Regions from separate parts of the Mus musculus genome. Here all the other regions are linked to region 2. Evidence: chromatin contacts called from public ChIA-PET, HiChIP or PLAC-seq and promoter capture Hi-C data. All regions are on one chromosome and are shown on one strand. Each heading gives the region's core, a stretch centred on a gene start, on an enhancer-like site or on the middle of the called end of the contact. The rest is flanking DNA. Distances are from core to core; before and after follow the strand shown. Region 1 holds the start of H1f2 (H1.2 linker histone, cluster member). Region 2 holds the start of Ripor2 (RHO family interacting cell polarization regulator 2). Region 3 holds the start of H2ac1 (H2A clustered histone 1). Region 4 holds the start of Scgn (secretagogin, EF-hand calcium binding protein). Region 5 holds the start of H4c2 (H4 clustered histone 2). Region 6 holds the start of H4c3 (H4 clustered histone 3).

Region 1 (2,700 bases), core at 111-2,610, 900 kb after region 2:
TAAGGCAAAGCAAGTGTAATTGGTAATGGTAAAAAACTTGAAAAAAAAATGGCTGACAAAAGGTTGTGACGCAGTTCAACCCACAACTCCATCGCTGTGGCAAACAAACCGAAAGTACGAGAAGCAATCGTCTCAGTCCCGAGTCCAACTTAACTGTGCAGGCTAGTCGTTCCGGCAGCTACCCCATGTCTTTAATATTAAGGAAGGCAGTTCGTTGGCGCCAGCACCCCACCTTCTCCCAAACTTCCAGGCTAACCCCCACAAGAGGCTGAGCATAGAAGCCACCTACAAGCCCCGGATGCGTTTCTCCAGGCAGGAAGCTCAAACTTCGGGATGGCGCCCAATCAAACGAAGAACTAGAGTCCTGGGCCGGAGTGAGCCAACCCACAAGCAGGGCGGAACTTTCAAATCACCTTGCAGTCCAATACGAACTAGCGCCGAGGGTTGCTTTCTGCTGCTGACAGCCGTGGGAGGGTGTTCCAGCCCATAGCACTTCCTGAGCAGCCCAGCACAAACAAGTCTAGGTGGGACACGCAACCCCACCCATCCCACCGGGGGAGCGAGTGCTGCCGGGATCGAGTCCCTTGCAACCTTGCTTCATTAATCACACAAATGTCACAGCTCTTAAGTGGGAGTGGTGGCTCTGAAAAGAGCCTTTTGGATTGTTAGGGGAGGCAGCCTACTTTTTCTTGGCTGCAACCTTCTTGGCCTTGGCAACCTTGGGCTTGGCAGCCTTTGGCTTTACGGCTTTAGACGCGCTCTTGACCTTCTTGGGCTTGGTGACCTTCGCCTTCTTTGGGCTCTTGGCCACTTTCTTGGTCACAGCCGCCGCCGCGGGCTTCTTCGCCTTCTTCGGGGTCTTCTTGGCCGCCTTTTTGGGTGTGGCAGCACCAGTCGCCTTCTTAGGCTTCTTGGCTGCTCCCGCGGGCTTCTTCGCCTTGGCCGCGCCTGCCTTCTTAGCCTGGGGTTTGGCCTCGCCAGAAGCCGCCTTCTTGTTGAGTTTGAAGGAGCCGGAGGCACCGGTGCCCTTGGTTTGCACCAGGATGCCCTTGCTCACCAGGCTCTTCAGGCCGAGCTTGATGCGGCTGTTGTTCTTCTCCACATCGTACCCCGCGGCCGCCAGCGCCTTCTTGAGCGCAGCCAGGGACACGCCGCTGCGCTCCTTGGAGGCGGCCACAGCCTTGGTGATGAGCTCGGACACCGGGGGTCCGGACGCCTTACGGCGCACCCCGGCGGGCTTCTTGGCGGCCTTCTTTTTGGCAGGCGCCTTCTCCGCAGGGGGCGCGGCAGCGGGGGCAGCAGGAGCAGCCTCAGACATGATGAGTCTCTGGAAGTCAGGAACTAGTGGCAGTACGCCGATAGAGTAGCGCGGGCCCGGCGCTGTATATATAGAGCGCAGGCGCGCGCTGATTGGTGCTCCAGCGGCCTGCCTGGCAAGCTCTGAGCAGCCGCGCTGCGCCCAACTTGTGTTTGTTACACTTCACAAAAAGGAGAAAATATTAAAATATCTTGCACCAAATCTCTCGAGTTTGGTCGGTAAAGGATCCGAGAAGTCTCAGGCTTCAGGATATATGTTTATTTTTTCCTCATCCCTAAAGACAACGCGCCTAGGAGTCCCTAATTCCCCCAACTCCAAAGGAAGTCCGGGGTAGATAGAGACCACTTTCTGTTTTTCTTCTAAATTACCTGGTCGCTCCTTTGCCCTTGAAAGTTCTTTTTCTCAGGGATTATAGAGCACATCCTTCCCTTAATTTAGGGACAAAAATGAAACGATTTCCGCCTAAATTTTCACAATTATTCTGTTTCTTCGCAAGGGAAGTAACACAAGTCCTTAGTGACTTCTGATTACAGACCCACCACAACTATGGACTAGGACTGGGATTTCCAGTATAAAACACTTGGGGTAAATTGAGAGGGGGTTCATAGGCCTTGGGGGTGTATAATGTGGTGGGGGGGGTTAGGACTTAAATATCTGATTTAAAGACACTGACTTTAAAATGCTTTACATTGGTGGGGGCGGGGCACCCCATTGACTTCTATAAAGGGAGACCTTGGGCTATATTTTTAAAGCTCCTGGTTCCCCTCTGAGTTTTGCAAGGTAGGGGTCTAGCTCTGAAGAATAAAGATAATAAGAAGGGAAAGGAACCCTAAAAGTCTATATGAGCCCTCCTCTCCCCCAAATGCCAAATTAGAGTCTTTGAAAGATCTGTTTTTAAAGTGATGAGGATTTAGTTGCTTATTTGGCAGCAATACAGATATAAGTTTCAGTGCACGGGAATTCTAATCTAGAAAATAGTTTGTCTTAGTACAGGAGGACCTTCTAGACTTGGAGACTATGAGATGCAGATGTCAGTAAACTTACTGGCTTTCCAAAGGTTACCTTTGGCATAGATTTGAACAAGCTAAATATTTGAAATAGAAAATGTAACCAATTTTACCAATAAGATAAGAGACAAGATAAGTACAAATTATCATGTCATCTATAGTGGACAGCTGTATGTCATCTCTTCTCAGTTCCTCGGAATATGGCAATCTGCATTCTAGTCAACTTTGCTTTGTTAGCTTAAGGTTTTCAGCTTCATATTTCAATAACTACAACATGGTTTTGTTGTTAGAGAAAATACAAGATAAACTCTCTGCTAGTATAATTAATACATGGGGCAAAGGAAGTTCCCCTAATTTTATCAGAAATCTCTGTTT
Region 2 (2,700 bases), core at 93-2,592:
CAAGGGGAGCTGAGAGGAAAGGCAGCTTGTGTGTGTGTGTGTGTGTGTGTGTGTGCTTTAAAGACAATCACATTGTTCCCCCAGCTGAAGTGTTGACATTTCTTCACAGTCACTCATGCAACATATAGGTGTCCCCCAGACCAGAGCCTATGGGCTGTGGATCCCACTCTGCCCCACCCCCACTCCCCAAAAAACATTGCTAGCTTCTCTAGGATTTCGTCTTGTTTTCTCACTCAGGAGCTGTGACTGTCCACAGTCCTGTCATTCTCGCACCTGAATGGCTCTGCTTAGCGAATTCCAACGCCCGCCCTCTTCTACAGCGAGGGGTCTGCATCCCTATCCAGGAAACTGTGGGAGGGAGCTATGAGGTAATAAATAGCCTGAGGGAGAACTACAGAACCCCCCCCCCACCCCCCGCGCACGTTCAATATCACAGACACCTGCTAGGGTTAGAGTGTTCCCCAAGTGTGACCCCGTACCCCAGTCTTTCCAAACACAGGTTGGCATCAAAAACAACACATTTCTTTTGGCTTGCCCTCTTCCCCATTCTCACCGGTTTCACGTGGCCAATTTGGAACAGCTGGGTCCCAGCCAAGCTCAATTGCTCAGTCTGGAGGCACATGAAGCCCTTGGAAATTGCGATCCTCCCTCTGAGCTGGATCACCCATCGCTGCTGGGTGCCCGGAAGTCTTTCGGAAGCCAGGGTTCATCCACGATCCCACCCGCGGGATCCCCTGTCCCTGACAAGCCCCTACCTTAGGTAGTGCCACAGGCTTCTCTAGCCTTCTCAATCGGTCCTTCCACAGTGCGGGACATCCTTTGGGTCGGCCTGCGCTAAGTGCACGGCCCCTCTTCCTTAATAACTTCCCTTCTCGTCCCAGCCCACATCAGGCTCCCCGGATTCGCCAGGACCTAGGAAGCCCGGACACCCAAGGGTTCTTCTTAATATGCCAGGCTCATTCAAGCCCAGGACACTCCTCCATACACCCACCTCATGCCGGTGGAAACCAAAATCAGCCGCAGAGAATGTGTTTAAGAGGCGCGTGCACCTACCTGCCGAGAACGCTCCTAGTGCCCGGAGACGCTTAGTACCGGGTGGCATGTACCACCTCGGCACCCACGCACCGCCCCTCGCTGCCGTGCACCTCCGGCTCCGCGGACACCGGTGCTCGTTCCTCCCAGCCAACAGGGAAAGGTCCGAGGGTAACAGTCGTGGCCCCAGCGCTCGGGCGTCGCACCAGCTGCCGCCGCGCCGGGTGAAGTTGCGGGGCCAGAGGACGCGCGGGTGGCAGAGAGCGGAGCGAGCGCGGTAGCGGAGAGGGCGGTGGGGAGGCGCGCACGCGGGGGCTGGCGCGTCACCGGTGGGGGGGGGGCGAGGGAGGAGGGCGGGTGGAGACAGCTGCTTGATGGTCCCTTCAGCCCGACTCCTTCAGGGTGCGCTTGGGTGCTTGCCTCCAGCTGATCGTCTGCCTGCACGTCAGGCTCTGGGACACTAGCTTGTGGCGCAGCTTAGAAGGACTCCGCCGCAGGGGAGTTGAGACCAGCCGGACACGGAGCATTAGAGGAGATCTCAGCTGAGACAAGAGTGCCTGTGCAGCCAGCCTTTGGGGATCTCAAAAAGGGCCGTGCATTGCAAATGATGAGATGGGGGAGGGTTGTGTGCAGTGGTGAAGAGTGAAGTTCAAGGCTCAAGGCAGGAGTTATGTTGAAAAGCCCGGTTGGAGAGGGCCTCTGGGTACAAGTACCCAGGGCTTGTTTCGACAGAGGTTTCACTATGATAGGGAGAAGCAAGACTTTTGTTTGACTTTGAAACCTCTCTTTTGGTGTGAATTTGAATTATACATAAGGCTATAAAATGTAGGTGGGTCTGACAGACAGAAACATTCCATAGAAAAAGGACCTTTAGAAGCTGAGTGTGGTGGCATTCAAGAGGCTAAGGCAGGAAGGCTGCTGTAAGTTCGATGCCAGCCTGGGTTATATATAGTAAATCCCAGGTCAGCATTGGTAACTAGGCTATTATATGTGTGTGAGTGAAGAGTATGAGGTTGGGTATTCTAAGGACCTGGAGCCCAAGAGTGGACTCTGCGTCCATCCTTAGGTTGGCAGTCTTCCAGGCCTCAGTTTCCTCCTCAGGGAAACTGTCTTACTCATACAATTGTGTATTTACAATATGTAAAATCAAAGTGTCCCACAAATTCATCCATCACATTCCAAGCTGAGACCTAGTCACTTTATGAGGACATTAGAATCAAGAAGTATAAACCTTGACCAACAAAGGCTAGGAGAGGAGTCTATGGCAGCATCAGGAAACCTGGACATCCTTAGACCTGGAAAACGCAAGCAGCTGAATCACACCCCACCTAAGGATACAGCCAGACTTCAGGGATCACCCAAGGAGGAGCACTGTACAGGCCTCTCACCTGGACCACGAGGCCATGGCTTGAGAGGAGCTCAGACAGGCTACCCTTGCCAGCTGCATTCTCCAATGCCCTTCTCTCAACTCAACACACTCCCCATCAGGAAGCCACCTTCCCATGTGGACATTCCTTCCTAGGAGGAAAGCGTCGACTACGACTACACATGTGACAGCTTAGCACACAGAGGGCAAGCAAGCTCTCTGTGTGTTTCCTCATGGGTGTTCTGCTCAACAAGCAAGTCCCTAATGCATCAATCCGTACAGAACTAAACGTAAGTTTATGG
Region 3 (2,706 bases), core at 60-2,559, 700 kb after region 2:
GAGACAAGTTTGAGCCAGAACAGCTGAGTTGAGTCAGTCAGCCCACAGCTCAGAAAGAGCTAGAAAGGGTGAGCTTATTCAGCAGTAAGTCTCAGAGGCTGAGAACATTCGAGGCCTTGATAAGATTGTACAGAGGCCAGAAGCTTCCAGAGTTAGGCCCAGCTTAGCAAATGGAGTCAGTAAGCATTTACAAAATGAATAAATAAATCAAATGGTTTTATTTTCTAGCTAAAAACTCTTAATACCCATTCTTGGATTTCAAAAAATTATGACAATTGGGCTGGACAGATGAAACAAATACTAAAAACACTCGCTACTTTTGCAAAGGATCTAAGCTTGGTTCCTAATATCCCTACGGCAGCTCCCGATGGCCATTTGCTCCAGTTGCTAAGATATCTAACCCTCTATCCTCTGTAGAGGATACTACAAGCAAACATTCATAAAAACTACAAGTTGGTAAGCCTTTTACTCCAGCCCTCAAAACTGACAGGAATAACTCATTTTTTTTTTTTCCCGAATGGGTTTGTTTGAGCAACATTCTAGGTTTTTACTCATTTTGTAGCACTGATACAAGTTTTTTAAGGCACTTTTGAGAAATTGCAGAACTGGATCATCCTGTGCTAACTTTCAGCTAAGAAGGAGCTGAATTAGTGGCTTACTTTTGAGTAATACTTCATTCACACAACCCTTAAACACCTCTACGTTCCTACCCTAATACTTTGCCACAGAAGGCCGTAGAATACTGTCAGTATTAACAGCTGGTAGAGGTCCAAATGAAGTCTGAAATTGACCGTCGTTGATTATACCTGTCATGCACAGCTTTTCGTGAAAATGAAGGTGGCTCTGAAAAGAGCCTTTTTGTTTTAAACTGATGGTTGCTGTCTTGTGCAGGAGTCACTTGGTCTGGGACTTGTGGCTCTCGGTCTTCTTGGGCAGCAGCACGGCCTGGATGTTGGGCAGGACGCCACCCTGCGCGATGGTCACGCGGCCAAGCAACTTGTTGAGCTCCTCGTCGTTGCGGATGGCCAGCTGCAGGTGGCGAGGAGTAATGCGCGTCTTCTTGTTGTCCCGGGCTGCGTTGCCCGCCAGCTCCAGGACCTCAGCTGTCAAGTATTCTAGCACTGCCGCCAGATACACTGGTGCACCAGCCCCAATTCGTTGTGCGTAGTTCCCTTGGCGGAGAAGCCGGTGCACACGACCCACAGGAAACTGCAAACCTGCCCTGGAAGAGCGAGACTTGACCTTGGCACGAGCCTTGCCACCCCGCTTTGTAGGACCAGACATGATTCTTCAAAAGTCTTAAAGCGGTAAGCGAGGCCCCCATGACCACGCCTATTTATAGTCTAATGGCAGCTTATGCTCAACACCTGATTGGCTGATTGATGATGGATTAACCAATTAGAAATCACAGCTTGAATTCCCCTTATTTGCATGCACCCAGCACTTACTGTCCAATCAGATTGCATGTACCCATACGTCATCCAATGTCCACGCCTATAAATACCCCGCTTCTCAACCTCAAGTCGTGTGTGTTTTCTCAGCAGTTGGAACTGTTTTGAGACGTTGGTGTGGGAAAGGTTACTTGAGCCATGCCGGAGGTGGCGGTAAAGGGTGCTACTATTTCCAAGAAAGGCTTCAAGAAAGCGGTCACCAAGACCCAGAAAAAGGAGGGCCGGAAACGTAAGAGATGCCGCAAGGAGAGCTACTCCATTTACATCTATAAGGTGCTGAAACAAGTGCACCCCGACACCGGCATCTCCTCCAAGGCCATGAGCATCATGAACTCCTTTGTGACAGACATCTTCGAGCGCATCGCGAGCGAGGCGTCCCGCCTGGCGCATTACAACAAGCGCTCGACCATCACGTCCCGGGAGATCCAGACGGCCGTGCGCCTGCTGCTGCCCGGGGAGCTGGCCAAGCACGCGGTGTCGGAGGGCACCAAGGCCGTCACCAAGTACACCAGCTCCAAGTGAGCTCGCAGGGCTCACAACAAACCCAAAGGCTCTTTTAAGAGCCACCCACCTCTTCTGTTGAGAGAGCTGCGTTTACTTGCTGGTCCTATACTGCGGTTGGGTGTGCGGGCTCTTGACTAGCAGCACCTGGTCCAGTCTGTACTTAGGGCCTGAGTCTCGCTTGCCATCAGAACAGCTTTTCAAATGTGGCGTTCACACAACAAAGTGATTCAGCGCATAAAGCTGGGGGCTCCCTGGCCTGATGTCTTTGTAGTGAGGGTGTCAGGCGTTAGTTTAGCTGGAAATGTAACAGTCGGTAGGGCTGCCTCATCTCAAATGCTTTTATTGTGTAATATGTTAGCCTCCGTCAACTGACAAACGGTAATAACGGCATTTCATGCTCCTGCCAAAATGGCGGCGGCGGCGTATGCTTTTGAGTGACGCCATCTCTAGTCAGAGGGTCGAGCTGTCCCAGCATTTAGATCCTTGGTATTTTTGTGATCGCTCTAAATGGGCACTGCTTCTTTCTAAACCTGACATAGCTTTAACATCATGTATAGTCTGGCTCTGATATTGAAAATGTTAACTGGGTAGGCTGAGGTAATGCTACTACTGAACAGAACCAGCAAGGACAGGAAGTTTAAACAAGAAAACCCTGCTCTACTGCACAGTCGTCCACCATCCTCTGCCGTGGTGATACCCTAGTCTGTACAGTACACATTCATACTATTGATAATATATTAATAATTATATA
Region 4 (2,700 bases), core at 13-2,512, 650 kb after region 2:
CGTAGAGACCTAGAATAGTGACCCATCACAGAGTTACCACTTGGTTCAGCCAGGATCCTGAGCTGGAACTACTGAGTCTCATGCGCTCTACTACTGTCATTTAAATAGCTTACCTCTGTTGCTCCTTACGAATAAATTGAATGCTAGCAGCAGACCACAAAGGAAGGGTGTTCTTACTCCAGCTCATTCTCCCCATCTCTCTGTTGAGTTTCACATGGCGGCACAGGCGAGCTGTGACACATAGTAATCCCCCAGCCTCTTGAGTATTGGAGGTTGCAAGCTTGAGTCACCACATCTAGCTCAATTTTTGCCTAACTCCTTCTACTGATTCCTTAGCAAGATGTTTGAAGTCCAAAGTCACCAGGTTAGTCTCTTTATTCTCTCAGAAGTCAACTGGTCAACAGTTTTCAGTTTTAATCATTAGAAAACGTGCTCAAAAAAAAAAAAAAAAAAAAAAAGAAAAGAAAGAAAGAAAAGAAAAGAAAAAAAAGAAAACGTGTTCCTTTAAATGGTGGCTGCCAATTTGTCTTAAAGTGTCTCTAAGGAGTCAGTTACAAACATCTGAAAACTCTTCCATAGATAGCATGTGTTGGGTAGACCCCTTTCTTGATACAGTGTGGCTAGGTTTATTTGTGCTTCAGCGTTTTGCTTCTCTTTGTGGATGTTTTGTTTGGTTTTGTTTTGGAGACAGGATATCACTTTGTAGCTCAGGCTGCCCTGCAACTCACTGTGTATCACAGCAGTCCTATTCCAGACTCTGTAGTTCAGGAGCTACAGGTGTGTGCCACCCATGCCTGGCTCCCTGCAGCATCTTAATGGCACCACTTCAAGCCACAGTGACTGCAGTAGCAGGTCCCTACAGTACACTACAGTTCAGCAACGGGTGTGTTTTCTGATGCCTCGTTTGGCTCCAGAGGCCACTTCTGAACACCTTCATCTCTCTTCTTCCCTCCGCACCACAGTATGTGTCCTGTCTTATCCAATCCGTAAGGTGCCAGCACTGACACTTTTTCAACCCTAAACATAGACAGCCCGTTCCAGGAAACCCCTTGAGACATTAGTTTGAAAGGTGAGTCAACCTGAAGAGAATGTTTTCGTGAGTTTGACAAACAACTTAAACGGAAAGGCAGTGAGCCGTGAACAGGAGAGACAGTTCCCAGTTTCTTTCTGTCTGATCCCCATCACCCTCCTCACCCCATCCCTTCCCCCTACAGCTAACAGGCAGGAGCCCCGCTGAGATCTGCCGGGCGTGCGGGGCGGGGCAGGAGGACGCCTGCGGGTTGCCTCCTGGAGCCTGACATCTAGACTGAAGACTGCTCAGCGACACCAACGAGCCCGGACGCCCTCGAGCTTGCCTTGCCCACTGGTACCTAGCTAGAGAGGGAGGAAGTGGACCGAAGAGTCGGGAAATACTGCTAGGCGAGTTTACCCACATCAGCACCATGGACAACGCACGCAGAAAAACTCCAGCTCGGCTGGATGCTGCCTGCTTCTGGCAGATCTGGCAGCGCTTCGACAAGGAAGGTGAGTAGCTTTGGTCAGTTGAGCGCCTAGCGTAGACACAGAGGGAACTGGAATTTCTCCTAAGCGCCTTTCTCTATAAGAAAAGTTGACTACTGAGTGCCGGAGAAAGTACCCTCAGCATACGCTGATTTTACATATCAAGAAAGTGTCTGAAAAATTCTGAGTGGACTGAGCACTTTCCTGCTTCCCAACCTGTGGCTGTGTGAGTGACGTGCAGTTAATATATTAACAAACATCATTGCATATGTATTCCAGGCTGTTGGGCTGAAACTCAGCAATCTGTGGTGCTTTGTAAATGTGACAGTTTTTCATTAGTGACTGTCACGTTACCCAGTCTCCATTCTCTACAAAGGAGGATGAGTTTCAGCAACGTGCAGATTTATGTCCCTCTACTTCAAACCACGTGCTTGAACATAAAACACATCTGTTTACCATTTGGCCTTGTCCATTGATAATTACACACACACACACATACACACACACACACACACACACACACACACACACACACTGCCTGAAAGGCATGCTTACATACAAAAGCTAGGACTTAGTATTTACCCCTCTCAAGATATTAGTAGATAGATACTGAAGTAACAACAACAACAATAATAACAATAAAGTGTGAAGGTTACAGAGATGGCTCAGCCATTAACATTATATACTGCACTTACAGAAGACTCAGGTTTGGCCCCAGCGCATATGTTAGGTGGCTCCCAACCACCTGAACTCAACTCCGGAAAATCTGATGCTAGCTTCTAAGGGCACCTACACTGACTTGCACCACACTCTCAACCCCTAGACATGCTCACATTTACATAATTAAAATAAAATACAAACCTTTTAAGAATAGGAAATATAAAACTGAGACCAAACCCAAATCTAAATAGCAAGGCATGGTGGCACATGCCTGTGATCCTAGCAATTGGGAGGTAGAGGCAGGAGGATCAGGAGTTCAAAGTCTTCCTCAGATACATAGCAAGTTTGGGGCTAGCCTGGGCTCTATGTGACACTGCTTCAAACCTCACACCTGTAATATACTTTTAGACAAGTATTGTCCCATTTATTCTATATTAGTGACTATTATTTATGCTTATTTTCTTGCACTAGAAAAAGGTTACATAAGAGAGACAGAGCTGGATGCCTTCTTTGATCATTTGCTGGCAAAATCTGGCACTG
Region 5 (2,700 bases), core at 176-2,675, 880 kb after region 2:
CTGTGCTATTAACAACAATTGTGTATTTTTTTTAGTGTTCCATTGTTAACAAGATGCAGTTCTAGGGCTGATGAAAGGGTCCAAGAACTAAGAGTATATAACACATACTGGCATATACTATCATTTCTGAGTCTCTGAATGGCACAGAACATATGCTGACTTCTGCATCCATTTCTGGAGTACTGGGATGACAGCTGTTGGTCAGTGTGTAGTGTGTTGGCTAAAACTTCGTTTTGGATGTAAATCAGTTTGTTTCTTCACGCTACAAATGTTACACTACATTGTGTTTTATGCCATTAATCTCATTTAGTTTCACTATTTAGTCGACTGTCAAAATTCATGGGAACAGAATTAAAGACCCATACCACTATATGAAAATGTTGAAGCCCTGTACATGGTGTCAGTGGTATATACAAAATAACCTGTATTACACATCCTTACATTTTATATTATCCTGGCATTACCTGTAGTAATTAATACGATGTAGATTTTATGTCAATATTTGTTTTAATGAACTGTTTGAAAGGGCTGGTCAAGAAAACATCATGTGTATCAAAGCTTCACTCTTTACTCAATTGTTTTTACCTCCAGGACCCGATGAGCCTGTTTCTTTAGTAAATTCTCATCTGGATGGTTACCTTTGTTCACCTACCCAAGGTTATTTTCAGGCGGTGGTAATGAGTCGTTGAACCTAGAGGTTCTAACACCTTTCCCCAAAATTCCAGGTTTTCAAGACTGTTTAACCGTCCTTGAACCAATCCTGAGAAAAGAGCCTTGAAGTGTCCTACTTTTAACAATTTGTACAAGGTGAGGCTGTACTTTGTGCACAAATTCAGCCTGGAGGGGTGGGGGTGGGGAATCTCAACTATGCTGACTATCCACAGCCTGAGTTAAAGCTGAAGCTATTAGTGAGGGCCGCTGCCAGTGTGGGGGAAGGGTGAGGGAGCAAAATGCACAGCTTTTTAAGGAATTCAGTGAGTGGTCCTGAAAAGGACCTTTTGTAACAGTTAAGAAAATCGCTTTAGTCCCTTAACCCCCGAATCCGTAGAGGGTGCGGCCCTGGCGCTTGAGCGCGTAGACCACGTCCATGGCGGTGACGGTCTTGCGCTTGGCGTGCTCCGTGTAGGTGACGGCGTCGCGGATCACGTTCTCCAGGAACACCTTCAGCACACCGCGGGTCTCCTCGTAGATGAGGCCGGAGATGCGCTTCACTCCCCCGCGCCGGGCCAGGCGGCGGATGGCGGGCTTGGTGATGCCCTGGATGTTGTCGCGCAGCACTTTGCGATGGCGCTTAGCGCCACCTTTGCCCAGGCCTTTTCCTCCCTTGCCGCGACCAGACATAGTTAAATTCTTACAAGCTTTCAGTAGGAAGCTGGTGAACTAAGAATTCGCTGTGTTATTATAGGCTCTTATCGGACCTGGTTGAGAACTTCAAGTGGGCGGGGACCAAAGGCTTCTTTTGCTCAGCCCATTTCAGGGCGGTGACTCTGGAGTACTGTATAGGGCACATGCAGACATGGAGTCTCTCAGGTTTCCCCAGATTTGAGTATACTGCTTTTATTATATGTTATATTGTTCTATAAGGATTTTAGCAAGGAGTTACATTTTTATGGACCAGTACCTGGAGGATTAAAACAAATACCCCTGTAAAGTATTTAGGTTTAAAACATCTTTTTAAAAAATTCAACAGGTGCCAAAAGACCATGTGATTATTGTTTCTTAAAACCTAAAAATTCAAATGTGAAAGATACTTTTAAAAATAAATTACAAGAGAATTTTTTTAATAGAAATTGAAATAGAATCGGTATAAGTAGAATTTATTAAAATTCTACTTGTCAACATAGGTCAAGCCCCTTTGCCTAGTCATATAGATGCACTTGGCTATTCCCTGTCTGGAATCCATTCATTGCTGGTTTGGATTGCTATATTTTTTATTAGAGCGGGAAAACTGCATGATGCTTGTATTCTATTTTGCCACCCCTACACAGTGTATGCTCTCGTTCAAAGTAATGAATTCAGAGATATTGGAACTGGTCATTTTCCTGTTCCCCCTTTATACTTATAAAACTTGTCTGATAATGGTGCCCACAGTTTGTTTGCTTGGGTACTACATTAGAAGAGATTGTTTCAAAGAAGTACTACATAAATATTTTTACCTGTTACTATTTGTGCTGGATAGTTTTATTCCAACTTGACACAAACTAGAGCCATCATACAGGAGGAACCTCATTTGAAAAAATTCCTCCATAAAATGAATCTGTAGACAAATCAGTAGAGGATTTCTTAATTAGTGCCTTATGAGGGAAGGGTCCTGCACATTGTAGGTGGTGCGGTTCCTGGGCTGGTGGGCCTGTGTTCTACAGGAAAACAGGCTGGGGGGAGGGTCAACATAGAGCAAGTCTGTAAGCAGCACCTTTCCATGGCCTTTGCAACCAGCTCCTGCCTCCAGGTTCCTTCCCTGATTGATTTCCTATTCCTCACCTCCTTCAGTGATGAACAGTGATGCAGAACTGTAAGCCTAATAAACCCTTTCCTGCCTGAGTTGCTTTTGATAGTAGTGTTTTATCACAGCAATAGAAACCCCAAATAAACACTATTTTAATACTCTTCCTAGAAGTATTTCCTTATCAGGTTATTATTTCCAACACACTATCAGTATCACCAAATGTGTATAAGGATTACATTTTATTACAGCATGTA
Region 6 (2,808 bases), core at 49-2,548, 940 kb after region 2:
ACCATAGACTTAGAAGTTTATCAGGAATATTTTGAAACTATTTTTTTCTGGATGTGGTCTTTGTAATTCATAGTTTTCTGGGGCCCCTGGTATAAAGTTTTTGTGGTGAACATATGTAACAAAAGACAGGAATTAAAGGTCTTCATTTTGGTCAGCAGGCTTTATTTTAAAAATTGTTACTAGCCATAATATTAATTCTATATTTTACTTTGTCTGTGTGAGTAGTTTGCCTGCATTCATGGGTGCCATTGAGATCAGAAAAGAGCATCAGTCTCCTGAAACTAGAGTTATGCATGTTTGTGAGCTACCATTTAGGCTCTGGGAACCAAATCTTGCCTTCTGGGGGAGTATCAAATGCTCTTAACTTCTGAGCCATCTCCTCTACATCATTGTTAAATTAAAATTTGGAATGCCAAAATCAACATTAAACCCGCATCGAGACTTACTGCTACTTACTCTTCTGCCTTTTTTTAAAAAGGGGGGCGGGGGTCGGATTAGCCTTGTTTTGACATCACTAATCATATCACAAGCTTCACCAGGACCTTGTAGACTTTGTAATGACCTTAATCAAGTATTAGCCCTGTACTGTAATTACCAGCTCTACAAAACACTTCTTCTCTTAAGGTGAGCAAGCCATGCTGTGATTAATAAGGGCTGGAAGGGAAACAAACTTGGAATCACAGCAGGTAGAGGATAACCGATAACCTAACTATTCTTTTGTAGACTTTCTCAGTTTTTATTAAAAAAGAGGATAGACGGAATCATTAGGTCTCTGACTCGAGATAGGGAATATGAAGTTTGCAGTTAGGGTGCTCAATTTGAGATGCCTTTTCAATGTTTATGTCTACCCAAACAAAACTGCCGGGAATAGATTAAACTTTACTGACATGGGACAGTCTTGGCATATTTTACCTCTGTTTTGGACATCTAACCTGAGTCCTCACAAAGAAACCATCAACTAATTTAATACAAGACAGAAATAAAAGCAAACGAGAAATGGGGATGTCTGCTTTGTGGAATGGCCCCAATAAGCCTTTCTTTCATGAGAAAGAATGGGGTCGGGGTGGGGAGGAGGGAATGAAGTTTTTCTGCAGGATTTAAATGTGGTCTTTAAGAGACACCGCATGCAAAGAATAGCTGGGGCTTGCTAGCCAATGAAAACATTCAGATTCCAATGACGCATCCTTTTTTCTCCACCCCCTTCCAAGACCCGGATTCGGAAACCCCGCCTAACGCTCTAGTTTTCAACCAGGTCCGCAGAAGGCCTATTTAAAGGGACGATTGCTGTCTCCCTGCTGTCATAACCATGTCTGGACGTGGTAAGGGTGGTAAAGGCCTTGGGAAAGGCGGCGCTAAGCGCCACCGTAAGGTTCTCCGTGATAACATCCAGGGCATTACCAAGCCCGCCATCCGCCGCCTGGCCCGGCGCGGGGGAGTGAAGCGCATCTCCGGCCTCATCTACGAGGAGACCCGCGGTGTGCTGAAGGTGTTCCTGGAGAACGTGATCCGCGACGCCGTCACCTACACGGAGCACGCCAAGCGCAAGACCGTCACCGCCATGGACGTGGTCTACGCGCTCAAGCGCCAGGGCCGCACTCTCTACGGATTCGGCGGTTAATCGACTAACAAACGATTTCCACTGTCAACAAAAGGCCCTTTTCAGGGCCACCCACAAATTCCTAGGAGTTGTTCACTTACCGAAGCTTTAATCGAGCCTGCTAGGTAGTTTAAGTGTTATTCTGTCCTATACTTATGTGGTGGGTAGTAATTATGCCATGCAGCCGAATATACCCTGTAGGTTTAACTGGGTAATATAACAAGCCCATAATTTTGAACTGTCAGAAGTTAATACTGAACGAACTGTTTTAGAATTATTTGAAGGTTTTCCACTGATCGTGTCACTTCTCAATCCACTTTTGATACCGGTCATTTAAGAGCTTATTCCCTTCTGGAGCCATCTAGAAGCTCAGGAGAGAGCAGGAACCATTGTATCTAAGCAAGGCAAAGGCTGATTACTACAGAAACTGAAGACGCTTAGCTGTTATTAATTGTATACCATTAATAAGGCCTAAGTACACATAATCTATATTAGGGACCACCTAATGGTATGTTTATATACAGTTTAGTTGTGCAGTGGCTTGATAATTTAAATTCTTGTGGGTGTGCCATGTTTGCCATCTGCCACAAGAGGGCGGCGTTATTTCCAGGAAGTTGGAGTCAGAAGCTGTTGTGAGCCAGCTGTTGTGTATTCTGATATACAAACTTCTTTTAAAGCATTAAGTGTTCTTGACTGAACAATCTCTCAAGCCACCTTACTATGATCTTTTGTCATTCCTCATACCAATGCCTAAAATAGTTTAATGTGAATTTAATATTTGTGGCACTCCATAAAACTTGATCACTTTAAAAGATGAGTTATTTTTGTTTTTTGTTTGTTTTGTTTATGTTCTTCAGCCCAGACTTCCCCAGTGCTTTTTTTTGTTATGTTGGGGCATTGAACTCAAACCCTAACATTTTCATAAAGAAGTCCTTAATTTTTAATATGGTTTTTGTCATTCTCCTGAAGCCTACATGCTATTCTCATAAAATACATAAAACATTTCAAAAATAACTGTTAGATCAATAGTATTGAACTATTTTCTAAAAGTAGAACAAAATTAGATCTTTGTTGACACATCGCACAACTGCAAAAACTTTAGGGTTTTGTTGTTGTTGTTGTTGTTGTTGTTGTTCTGTTTTTTTGCTAACTGCTTGCTTTATTTTTTTATCCATCACTGAGGAAATCCTAAAAATACAACTCAAGAAAAA

The links. Promoter capture Hi-C pulls out the DNA fragments that hold promoters and counts their contacts. ChIA-PET counts read pairs in DNA pulled down with a chosen protein or histone mark. HiChIP or PLAC-seq counts read pairs in DNA pulled down with a chosen protein or histone mark.
Region 1: an RNA polymerase II ChIA-PET map of effector CD8 T cells shows a contact between it and region 2, with 12 read pairs. The contact joins the promoter of H1f2 here to the promoter of Ripor2 in region 2. A contact is called at or near these places in 3 of 39 promoter capture datasets (cranial neural crest, pre-B cells and second pharyngeal arch cranial neural crest), 3 of 115 datasets of contacts at active chromatin or transcription factors (astrocytes, effector CD8 T cells and memory CD8 T cells) and 1 of 9 other capture datasets (macrophages).
Region 3: an H3K27ac HiChIP or PLAC-seq map of embryonic stem cells shows a contact between it and region 2, with 3 times the contacts expected there. The contact joins the promoter of H2ac1 here to the promoter of Ripor2 in region 2. A contact is called at or near these places in 2 of 39 promoter capture datasets (embryonic stem cells and pre-B cells) and 4 of 115 datasets of contacts at active chromatin or transcription factors (embryonic stem cells and pro-B cells).
Region 4: a promoter capture Hi-C map of liver shows a contact between it and region 2. The contact joins the promoter of Scgn here to the promoter of Ripor2 in region 2. A contact is called at or near these places in 4 of 39 promoter capture datasets (cranial neural crest, embryonic stem cells and liver), 1 of 484 Hi-C or Micro-C datasets (bone marrow-derived macrophages) and 1 of 115 datasets of contacts at active chromatin or transcription factors (embryonic stem cells).
Region 5: a promoter capture Hi-C map of pre-B cells shows a contact between it and region 2, with 5 times the contacts expected there. The contact joins the promoter of H4c2 here to the promoter of Ripor2 in region 2. A contact is called at or near these places in 4 of 39 promoter capture datasets (cranial neural crest, frontonasal cranial neural crest, hippocampal neurons and 1 more), 2 of 115 datasets of contacts at active chromatin or transcription factors (astrocytes and microglia) and 1 of 9 other capture datasets (macrophages).
Region 6: a contact with region 2 is called in a promoter capture Hi-C map of pre-B cells, with 4 times the contacts expected there. The contact joins the promoter of H4c3 here to the promoter of Ripor2 in region 2. A contact is called at or near these places in 2 of 39 promoter capture datasets (hippocampal neurons and pre-B cells).

What each region holds. Positions count from the first base shown.
Region 1 is chr13:23,737,467-23,740,166 of GRCm38.p6, reverse strand. It overlaps H1f2 (H1.2 linker histone, cluster member), which reads right to left and starts at 1,360. Exons shown (of 1, transcript NM_015786.3): 1 at 636-1,360. The coding sequence starts at 1,318. The coding sequence ends at 680.
Region 2 is chr13:24,637,290-24,639,989 of GRCm38.p6, reverse strand. Ripor2 (RHO family interacting cell polarization regulator 2) reads right to left here and starts at 1,342. Exons shown (of 23, transcript NM_029679.2): 1 at 1,054-1,342. The coding sequence starts at 1,102.
Region 3 is chr13:23,933,040-23,935,745 of GRCm38.p6, reverse strand. H2ac1 (H2A clustered histone 1) reads right to left here and starts at 1,309. Exons shown (of 1, transcript NM_175658.3): 1 at 833-1,309. The coding sequence starts at 1,284. The coding sequence ends at 895. It overlaps H2bc1 (H2B clustered histone 1), which reads left to right and starts at 1,590. Exons shown (of 1, transcript NM_175663.2): 1 at 1,590-2,021. The coding sequence starts at 1,590. The coding sequence ends at 1,973. Gm33516 (a long non-coding RNA gene) reads right to left here and starts at 2,309. Exons shown (of 3, transcript XR_382128.3): 1 at 2,023-2,309.
Region 4 is chr13:23,989,776-23,992,475 of GRCm38.p6, reverse strand. It overlaps Scgn (secretagogin, EF-hand calcium binding protein), which reads left to right and starts at 1,262. Exons shown (of 11, transcript NM_145399.1): 1 at 1,262-1,524; 2 at 2,632-2,700. The coding sequence starts at 1,443.
Region 5 is chr13:23,755,662-23,758,361 of GRCm38.p6, reverse strand. H4c2 (H4 clustered histone 2) reads right to left here and starts at 1,425. Exons shown (of 1, transcript NM_178193.2): 1 at 976-1,425. The coding sequence starts at 1,341. The coding sequence ends at 1,030.
Region 6 is chr13:23,696,948-23,699,755 of GRCm38.p6, reverse strand. H4c3 (H4 clustered histone 3) reads left to right here and starts at 1,298. Exons shown (of 1, transcript NM_178208.2): 1 at 1,298-1,672. The coding sequence starts at 1,307. The coding sequence ends at 1,618.